2 separate regions of the Mus musculus genome follow, and region 1 is linked to region 2. Evidence: chromatin contacts called from public HiChIP or PLAC-seq data. All regions are on one chromosome and are shown on one strand. Each heading gives the region's core, a stretch centred on a gene start, on an enhancer-like site or on the middle of the called end of the contact. The rest is flanking DNA. Distances are from core to core; before and after follow the strand shown. Region 1 holds the start of Trappc10 (trafficking protein particle complex 10). Region 2 holds the start of Pcnt (pericentrin (kendrin)).

Region 1 (4,227 bases), core at 269-2,768, 1.8 Mb before region 2:
CCTCAGAGGATTCCTCAAAATCCTTGTCCCCTGGGTGGCGGGCACTCAAATTTGGCTCCGAAGCACACCATCTCTTATTCCATTTGAGGTGAGAGCTTCGTTCTTTGTGCTGACATCTCACAAACGCTTAGCTGGATGGGGTGAAAAACCTTTGGCACGTCCACGGAGGCTTTGGACCCCTATTCTTGCTTTGCTGTGCTCTCTCTAGGCCAGTGGTTCTGAACCTTTCTAATGCTGTGACCCTCCTAAATAAAAAATAAATATTAAGTAAATAAAAATAAAATATTAAATAATGAATAAAAATTAAATAAATAAACTAAAAATTAAATAAATAAAAATAAAAATATTAGAGAAAAATATTAAATAAACAAAATAAATATATTAAAGAAGTAAAAATAAAATTATTACATAAATAAAAATAGTTTGTTACTACTTCATAAACTGTAATTTTGCTACTGTTATGGGTCATAATGTAAATATTTTTTTTGGAGCTAGAGGTTTGCCAAAAGGCTCGGGACCCACAGGTTGAGAACCCCTGTGCCTGGCAGTCTCCACCTGCTTCAACTGCCCTAATCAGTTGCCTGAAAGCCCAAACCAACATGCTCCCCAACAGTCAAGTCATGCTCAGACATTCCATTTGCACACTGAATCCCATTTGCAAAAGCTCCCATAGACCTGCTTTACTTGCGCCGAGTTCAGTTCAAAGCAATATTTGATTTTGCGACATTCACAATACCTAGCGGCTTCAAAGCAGTACCAGCTATAGGTGACCAGTACTGATGAAGGTGGGACATAGGGAGCATTCTGGGAGCCAAGGGAAAGAGTGCTGAAGGCTGACGCAGGTGGAAACGACCTATGTGGTGGTTCATACGAGTAAAACCACCTAATCAACCAATCAAACAAAAACCTCACAAAACCAGAAAGGACAGTGGGAAGCTGGCGTGCCAGCGGGTGCACATGGAGTTGTACGGGGTGGGTGGAACACTTTCGATCTTGCCTCGCTTTGAGTCAGCACACTTGGCAAGTCCGTGTTAACAGGCAAGCAGAGACTCAGCTTGGCACTGCACAGTTGAGCTCGCCCAGATGTAAAAACCGACCCAAGGCATCCTGCAGAAGCCGGAAAGGAGGAAGCTCCCTCGGAGATAACGGGAATTCCGCCAGACGTGACGTGGGGGCACACAGGGTAGAAGCGAGGATGAGGGTAAGGGAGCATCTGCAGGTGCGAAGCCGAGGAGAATCCAGTTTAGACAGGTCTGATGAGACCAAGCAAGGGTCACCAAGCTTGGGCATTGAGAAGGTGGGGTCAAGGAGCTCAGGCACGTGCGCCGCCCTCTGTCCTCTGCAGCTGCCTGAGAACCGAGGCAGAGGCGGCTCCCGCTATTGACAGCTACAGCGGCCCCGCCCTGCACCGCCGGGCGGCCCGGCACGCGGCCTTTTTCGTAGGAGGGCATTCGGCGGCGAGGCCCGCCCCTTTAAGTCGCGCGCCCCGGAAGTGGTCACGCGGCGGCGCCGGGGCCGGAAGTGGACGCGGCCGGCGGCGGCGGGCGGCCGGCTAGGAGCTGCCGGGGGCCGGCGGCGAGGAGGCGCGGGCTCAGCGGGCCCCGCGCTGCCTCGGGTGCCCATGGCGGGCGGGGGGCCGGGCCGGTGACGCCGGACGCCCATGGACGCCCCTGAGGAGCCACAGCCACCGGTGGTCTACACCATGGAGAACAAGCCCATCGTCACCTGTAAGTGCGGCGGGGCGGGCGGGCGGGGGGCGCGGCCGGGCTTGGCAGCTCCCATCTACGCGGACACAGCCGACCTCCGACCTTTCCGCGGGTGACCTCCGACCCGCTGTGCAGCCGACGCCAAGCTTTGGGTCCTGACCTGGGCGGTCTCCGGAGCAGCTCGTTCTGTACTGTCAGTGCTGCTAGGGATCGGGCCGGCCTTCCCCGTGGGTCGGCTCTCCTGCGCGCTGACCGCAGTCCGGTGGGCAGGCCCAGCTCTCCGCAGAGCGCAGGTGCTCTTCCTCTAGTGACTGTCAAGCCGGAGTGGCAGGTGGCCGGCCAGGCTTAGGAAGGAACCCAGCTCTGTCTGGTCCAATCATCCTGTGCTTATAGGCACTTTCCAGAGCTGCTCCACCAGCGAGTTCCCGCTCGGACATCCCCTTCCGCACTTGTTCCTTCTCCCACTGAATGCACACACACACACACACACACACACACACACACTCACACACAAAGATTGGTTTCTCTGCTACAGAAAAAGAAAACCCTCATTTTAAAGCATAATTTCAGAACGGAGTAGTTTTGCAAACTATGGACTCATGGGAAGTGTGGACGGGTTGGTTAACATTTTGACAGCTTTGCGGTGCTGTCTCTCAAAGGACAGGTGTGATACGTGGCTGTTGGCAGTTCAGTATGTGCTTGACCTTATGAATTTACTTTTTTCTAAACAGGAAGCATATTTGCAAAACCTGGTGCTAGGCCCCAGGGTTCCCAAGGTCTCCAGCACACCCTGCTCTGTTTTCTCCTTTGGGCCCTTGGATACATGGGCTCCTCCCAGTTCCTTCCTGTAACCGCATAGACATTTCATATTTAAAGACTTACATCTCTTTATTGCTAGATTAACTTTCTCAGGGATATGGATGTGTCTCCCATAAAGTTGGGAGACTTGCATAGTTCAGCAGTTAGTTGTGTGTGTTTTGTTTTTTTTTTTTTTTCTTCCCAGAATGCTTGGCAACTGAGAGGCTTGCCAAACCTCACCTGCAGGCAGGTGGACCGATGTGGCAGAGCTGGTCTGGAGGCTGCCCCGCCCTGCCCGGGTGCTCCTTGATCCCCTCAGGGAAGTTGCACCCTGTTCATGGTTGGATTCAATGTGTTCCAGGTCCTGAGAACTTTCCCCCAGTACTGTGCACAGTAGGAATTCTGGATGAGTACTTAGAACCCACAGGGACACCCACTTACTTGACTGCATCTCCCGACCCTTAGCTTTGAACATTGGCATCTTCATTGCCATAGACATTTTATCAGCATCCTGCTGAAGGTAAAGTTGCAAGCTCAGCGGCATCGGCTGTGGCTAAGGAGAAAGGGTTAATTACTCTGGTAGCTAGTACTTGGAAATGTGTGCTATTTAATGTCTTACCTTCCTGTGTGCAGGACAGCTGCAGGGTGCCTTCCTGTAGGCCTGTTGGAGTTTGGGTGTTGGTGGGGGATTCCCATGGCTTTGGGGTAGCATCATAAGAAAGTGTGCTGATGGTGTCCCCAAGTTGGAGGGCACAGCTCTTCACTGGAATTTCAGAAAACAAAGTCGTTTTAGAGAAATGTAAAAGCAATCTCTTTAAAATAAAAGGCTTTTTTTTTTTTGACACTCAGGAAATCTGACTTAGTATACACTCAGTGGCATTTTTATGTTTCTGGGGCTGCAGCTTTGGCAAGCACTTATCCTGGTTCCACCTTATTCCTTCTTTATCTTGTTATGTTTTAAAGGAGAAGCTAACGAACTCAGTTCAGAAATCTACCCAAAGGCCAGTTCACTCTTCACAACACGTCAATACTGTGTATATGGTTCTCTTAGTGTTTGCTCCCCAAACAATCTGTTTTATCGTATTAAAAAATTCATACTTTAGATCTCCTTCAACACTCACCTAGCCAGTCTGAGTTCACTTTAAAAAGCAGAGCTCATGTTTATCATTGTGTGTGTGTGTGTATACATATATGGTGTATGTGCAGGCTTGTGCACCTGTGGAGAACAGAGATCAGTCTCAGGAATTGGTCCACCTGAGCTGTCTTCCTGGACTTTTTGTTGTTTGTTTGTTTGTTTCTTCATACAGTGTCTCTCCCTGGAACCCCGGGTGTCTTAGTTAGGGTTTTGCTGCTGTGAACAGACACCATGACCAAGGCAAGTCTTATAAAAACAATATTTAATGTGGGGCTGGCTTACAGGTTCAGAGGTTTAGTCCATTATCATCAAGGTGGGAGCATGGCAGCATCCAGGCAGGCATGGTACAGGAGGAGCTGAGAGTTCTAGGTCTTCATCCAAAGGCTGCTAGTGGAAGACTGACTCCTAGGCAACCAGGGTGAGAATCTTAAGCCCACACCCACAGTGACACACCTACTCCAACCAGGTCACACCTCCAAATGGTGCCATTCCCTGGCCCAAGAATATACAAACCATCACACCGGGCTTCACCAGTTATGCTAGTCTGCCTCTAGAAATTATACTGTATCCACCTCCCCATTGCTGGGG
Region 2 (4,004 bases), core at 151-2,650:
ATACCTGCCAGTTCCACACAGAGACACAAACATACTCATAGTTCAAAGAAATAAATATTATTAGGTATTTATTTATACTTTAAAAATTATTTTATGGGTACCAATGTGCGCCACATGAGTTTTTGGTGCCCTCAGAAGCCAGAGGTGTGCATCAGATCCTCTGAACTGGAGTAACAATTGTGAGCCACCATTGGGTACTGCGAATCAACTGGGGGTTCTCTGGAAGAGCAGCTAATGCTCTTAACTGCTGATCTCTCCAGTCCTTTAAGTTTTGATATGTAAAATATGACCGACCACCCTTCAAACATTCCTTAAATATTGCATGGCTCAAAGACTGAGACCAACATATCCTAGAGGATAGGTCTGTCCAGAGGGACCCCCACCCACTCAGTGTTTTCATCAGTGCAAGAGACACTTCCTAAGAGGCTTGAAGTCTTTTGAGTCATGAAAGTGAAACAATTTATTTTTTGGATCTTGTAAAGTTGGGTGTCAGCCTAGAGAGAAGGCAAAAACGGCTGTCATGCAGATTTGGTATAAAATAGGTTTTATAGCCCTTACGGCATTTCCCTGTTCCCAAATTCCACACTACTGAGTTCTTCAGGAGGATTCATTCTTATAGGCATTACCCTCTCTCCAGCTTCCCTATCCTATCCGTGCAGGATGCAAAGCTCTTGACATATATCCTGGAGCTCAGATCCTCTCCTTTTATGTTAGTCATGTTAACAGCCTGCAACGTTTCAACCCAATGATAAATTAATAAATGTTAGGCAAGAAAGAACCTGCTGCCGGCTAGGGAATCCAAGGGCCCAATCCTCCTAATTTCCTGTAATCCACCGATGAGCTTTAAACGCGCCTCTTACTACAAATGGACCATAGTTTCTTTATTTCCTTATGGCAGAAAGACTTTCCTGGTAGAGGTGATGGATGGAGTGAGAGTCAGGTGCCTGAACACACAGCGACTCTGTACATTGAAGCGTGTGCGTGAATGCAAAACGGCCCTGGGTGGCAACTCTGGGGTCCACTGGGGACAGCGGTCTAAGTTTTAGGTGTCATTCAATGAGTAACTCTGGCTATACTCTGTTCTTTGGATTTGGATTGAAGACAGGGGACCGTGTTCAGGAGGGGCCGAAGTGGTCAAAGAAGGGAAGCAGGACTCCCAGTTGACTGCACCTGAGAACCAAAAGTGGGGGCTGGTGGATCCTAGAGGATGCCCCAGTGTTCGCAGAAACACATCGCGACAGAAAAAACGACTTTGGCAAAGTGCGGGAGAGAGTGCCCAGAGCGCACCGGAGGCATGGAGAGCCGCTGGTATGTAAGTCCTCCTCCTGTCGGGAGAGGGCGATAGGTAGCACCGCCTCGGGAAAACGGTTTGTCCAAACCTTCCCGCCGCCCAGTCGACGAACGCCCGCGAGCCCCGGGAACGCCGCGCCTCGCTCATTGGCGTGGATGAAGAGGGTGGAGAGCGTCGGCGTACCAATTGGGGACCAGAGAGATGGCTCTCCGCCCTTGGAGCGTCAGCGGAGCGCGCGTGCGCAAGGCCACACGGGGCTCCGGATTGGCGGGGCGAAGCTGACAGTTGTGTGTATGGGGGGTGGGGAGGCGAGTGGGTGAAGGGAGGGAGTGTAAATAGAGCGAAGGCGGTGTCGCCGCCGCCCTGTCACCTCCGAGCGACTCGCCGGGAGCCCAGGTGGAGATGGAAGACGAGCAGGAGCAGCGGCGCAGGAAGGTGGAGGCTGGGAGAGCCAAGGTTAGACGGTAGCATCCTTCTCTCAGCTTTGCGGTGGGGAAGAAATCCTAAAGCGGTTCCGGTGCTCAGACCGCCGCTTGACACAAGCGGTGGCGGTGGAGCAGTGGGAACTGCCGGGCGCTTGTCCTTCCCGCCGCTTCTGCGGAATTCACTTCCTAGGCGCCGCCATCTTGAATCCAGCGCCCTCTGTCTCGCTCCGCCCTATTACACCCACAGCCAATCAGCGTCAGAGACGTACGACTTGTAGGTGGGCCCGAGCGCCATGGGCGGGTCCTGGTCACCTAGCATTCTTAGTTGTTGTGCTTCCGGTGCTCAGGCACTTTCCTGAGACTAAACTGTCCAAGGCTTTTTAAAGACCGTCTTCAGACTTTATTTTCCCAGGGAACCAAGAACTTTGCTCCCTAGTGGTGTCCTGTTGTTGTATTTCGTTGTTCGCTCTCTGGCCGGGCCCCACAACTGCCATACTACCGAGGGTCCTCTTCTCACCTCCTTCTGCCTCAGATTTTGAATTTGTTTGAGACTCTACCCTGGGAACACTTGTGGCTGTTAAGATAGTTGTTTTGTTTTTTTGTTTTGTTTTGTTTTGTTTTTTTCGAGACAGGGTTTCTCTGTATAGTCCTGGCTGTCCTGGAACTCACTTGGTAGACCAGGCAGGCCTCGAACTCAGAAATCCTCCTGCCTCTGCCTCCCAAGTGCTGGGATTAAAGGCATGCACGACCACTGCCTGGCAAGATAGTTATTTGAAAGGTGATGGGGATTCAGAGGAAGAGAAGGTGCGAACATTTTGGAAGTGGATCTCTGGCCAGCTATCATGGCTGTGGAACCAGAGGCTGTGTCCCTACCCTGTACTGTCAGGACAGTATAGCTATAGCCTTCATGAAAGGGCTGTGTTGATTTTGTGGTTCGCCTAGTAACAGCAATTCTTCATTTGTGTCAACAACCCCACCACCACTATCACCCTGCACCCACTTCGAAAAAACATGCAAAATACACAGAGGAAATGAGAGCACAGCAATGTCAGATTACAGGTGCCGGCCAGAAGCCATTGTGGCCCTTATGGGGTATAAGCTGGGCACATGTAGATAGACACTTTGAGAAATGAGGGCATGTGAAGTTTAGTACTTCACCAGGGGAACTGGTGTCTGTACTTGGGTGGGTTTGTGAACCCAATTAGATATCCTTAGGGAGATGGAGGCTAATGAGACGAACCAGAAGGCCACTCATTGAAGGTTCATGGCCAGAGACCAAGTACATGCTGCAGAGGGCGAGCTCTGAGGCAGACAGTTGCATTCAGTGGAGAAGGCAAGAGATTAGAACAGAGTTGGTACTGTAGGCAGTGCCCTTCAAATTTCTCTTCCCACAGATAAGTGGCCTTGTTAATTTCCTCCGCCAACGAAACTGTGCGTTTCTCTTTTCATCAACAGGGGCACATCTGCTTGGGTGGCCTTGGTTGTGATTTGAGGGAATAGATGTCCCCCCACCCCACCCCAGTGAGACGTTGGCACACCAGCGCTTGCCTTTTTGAATAGGGTACGAGGAGGAGATTGTGTGTGAATACAGTCAAAAAGCCTTGTATCTGAGGGACAGAAAGGAGCTACGCTGTGCCTCTGACTGGCAGGCAACATTCTGGGATGCTCCCTAGTGCTTTGCTGCGCTGTGTCAGAAGTAGAGCATCAAGATTCTGCAAAGGAAGATGCTAGATTGACCTGGCTTAATTAAGTTTTTGCTATTTCTGTACCTCGTCTCAGAGTCTATGGCTAAGAAGTTTTGGCTGGGCGATGGATTGCTTCCATTAGGGACGAATGGGGGCAAGAAGGGGATGATCTAGCTTCATGTCATAGTTTTAAGACTTGAATATAGACTTAATTAAGCTCTCAGTGTGTTAAATCGATGCATTTTAAATCTGTTGTAAACTATCCAAGGCTTAGAACAGCCAATCTTTCACCCAGCCATATTGCTTTCTTTTTGCCTGCTTGTAGGCATCATTAATAGCCATTTGTAGACTCCGTGTCATTTTTGAGCTTCATGCCAAGGGCATCGATGTCAGTGAAGGCAGTGTTTTCTGGGAAAGCGGTCGCTCGCCCCCGTGCGGCTGAGTGGTTGGCGCTAGCGCGGACCTCATGCTCCCCACAAGTGTGGTGACCTTGTGGTTTTGTTACTTCTTCCTGGTTTACCTCTGCTTCTACTACTGCTCTCAATTTTTCCGCAGCTTGCTAACTTCCGACAGAGAAAAACAAAAGGTGACTGTCCGAATTCG

The links. HiChIP or PLAC-seq counts read pairs in DNA pulled down with a chosen protein or histone mark.
Region 1: an H3K27ac HiChIP or PLAC-seq map of microglia shows a contact between it and region 2, with 7 times the contacts expected there. The contact joins the promoter of Trappc10 here to the promoter of Pcnt in region 2. A contact is called at or near these places in 2 of 39 promoter capture datasets (liver and pre-B cells) and 1 of 115 datasets of contacts at active chromatin or transcription factors (microglia).

The regions. Positions count from the first base shown.
Region 1 is chr10:78,241,936-78,246,162 of GRCm38.p6, reverse strand. Trappc10 (trafficking protein particle complex 10) reads left to right here and starts at 1,518. Exons shown (of 23, transcript NM_001081055.2): 1 at 1,518-1,727. The coding sequence starts at 1,661.
Region 2 is chr10:76,440,308-76,444,311 of GRCm38.p6, reverse strand. It overlaps Pcnt (pericentrin (kendrin)), which reads left to right and starts at 1,400. Exons shown (of 42, transcript NM_008787.3): 1 at 1,400-1,747; 2 at 3,957-4,004. The coding sequence starts at 1,694.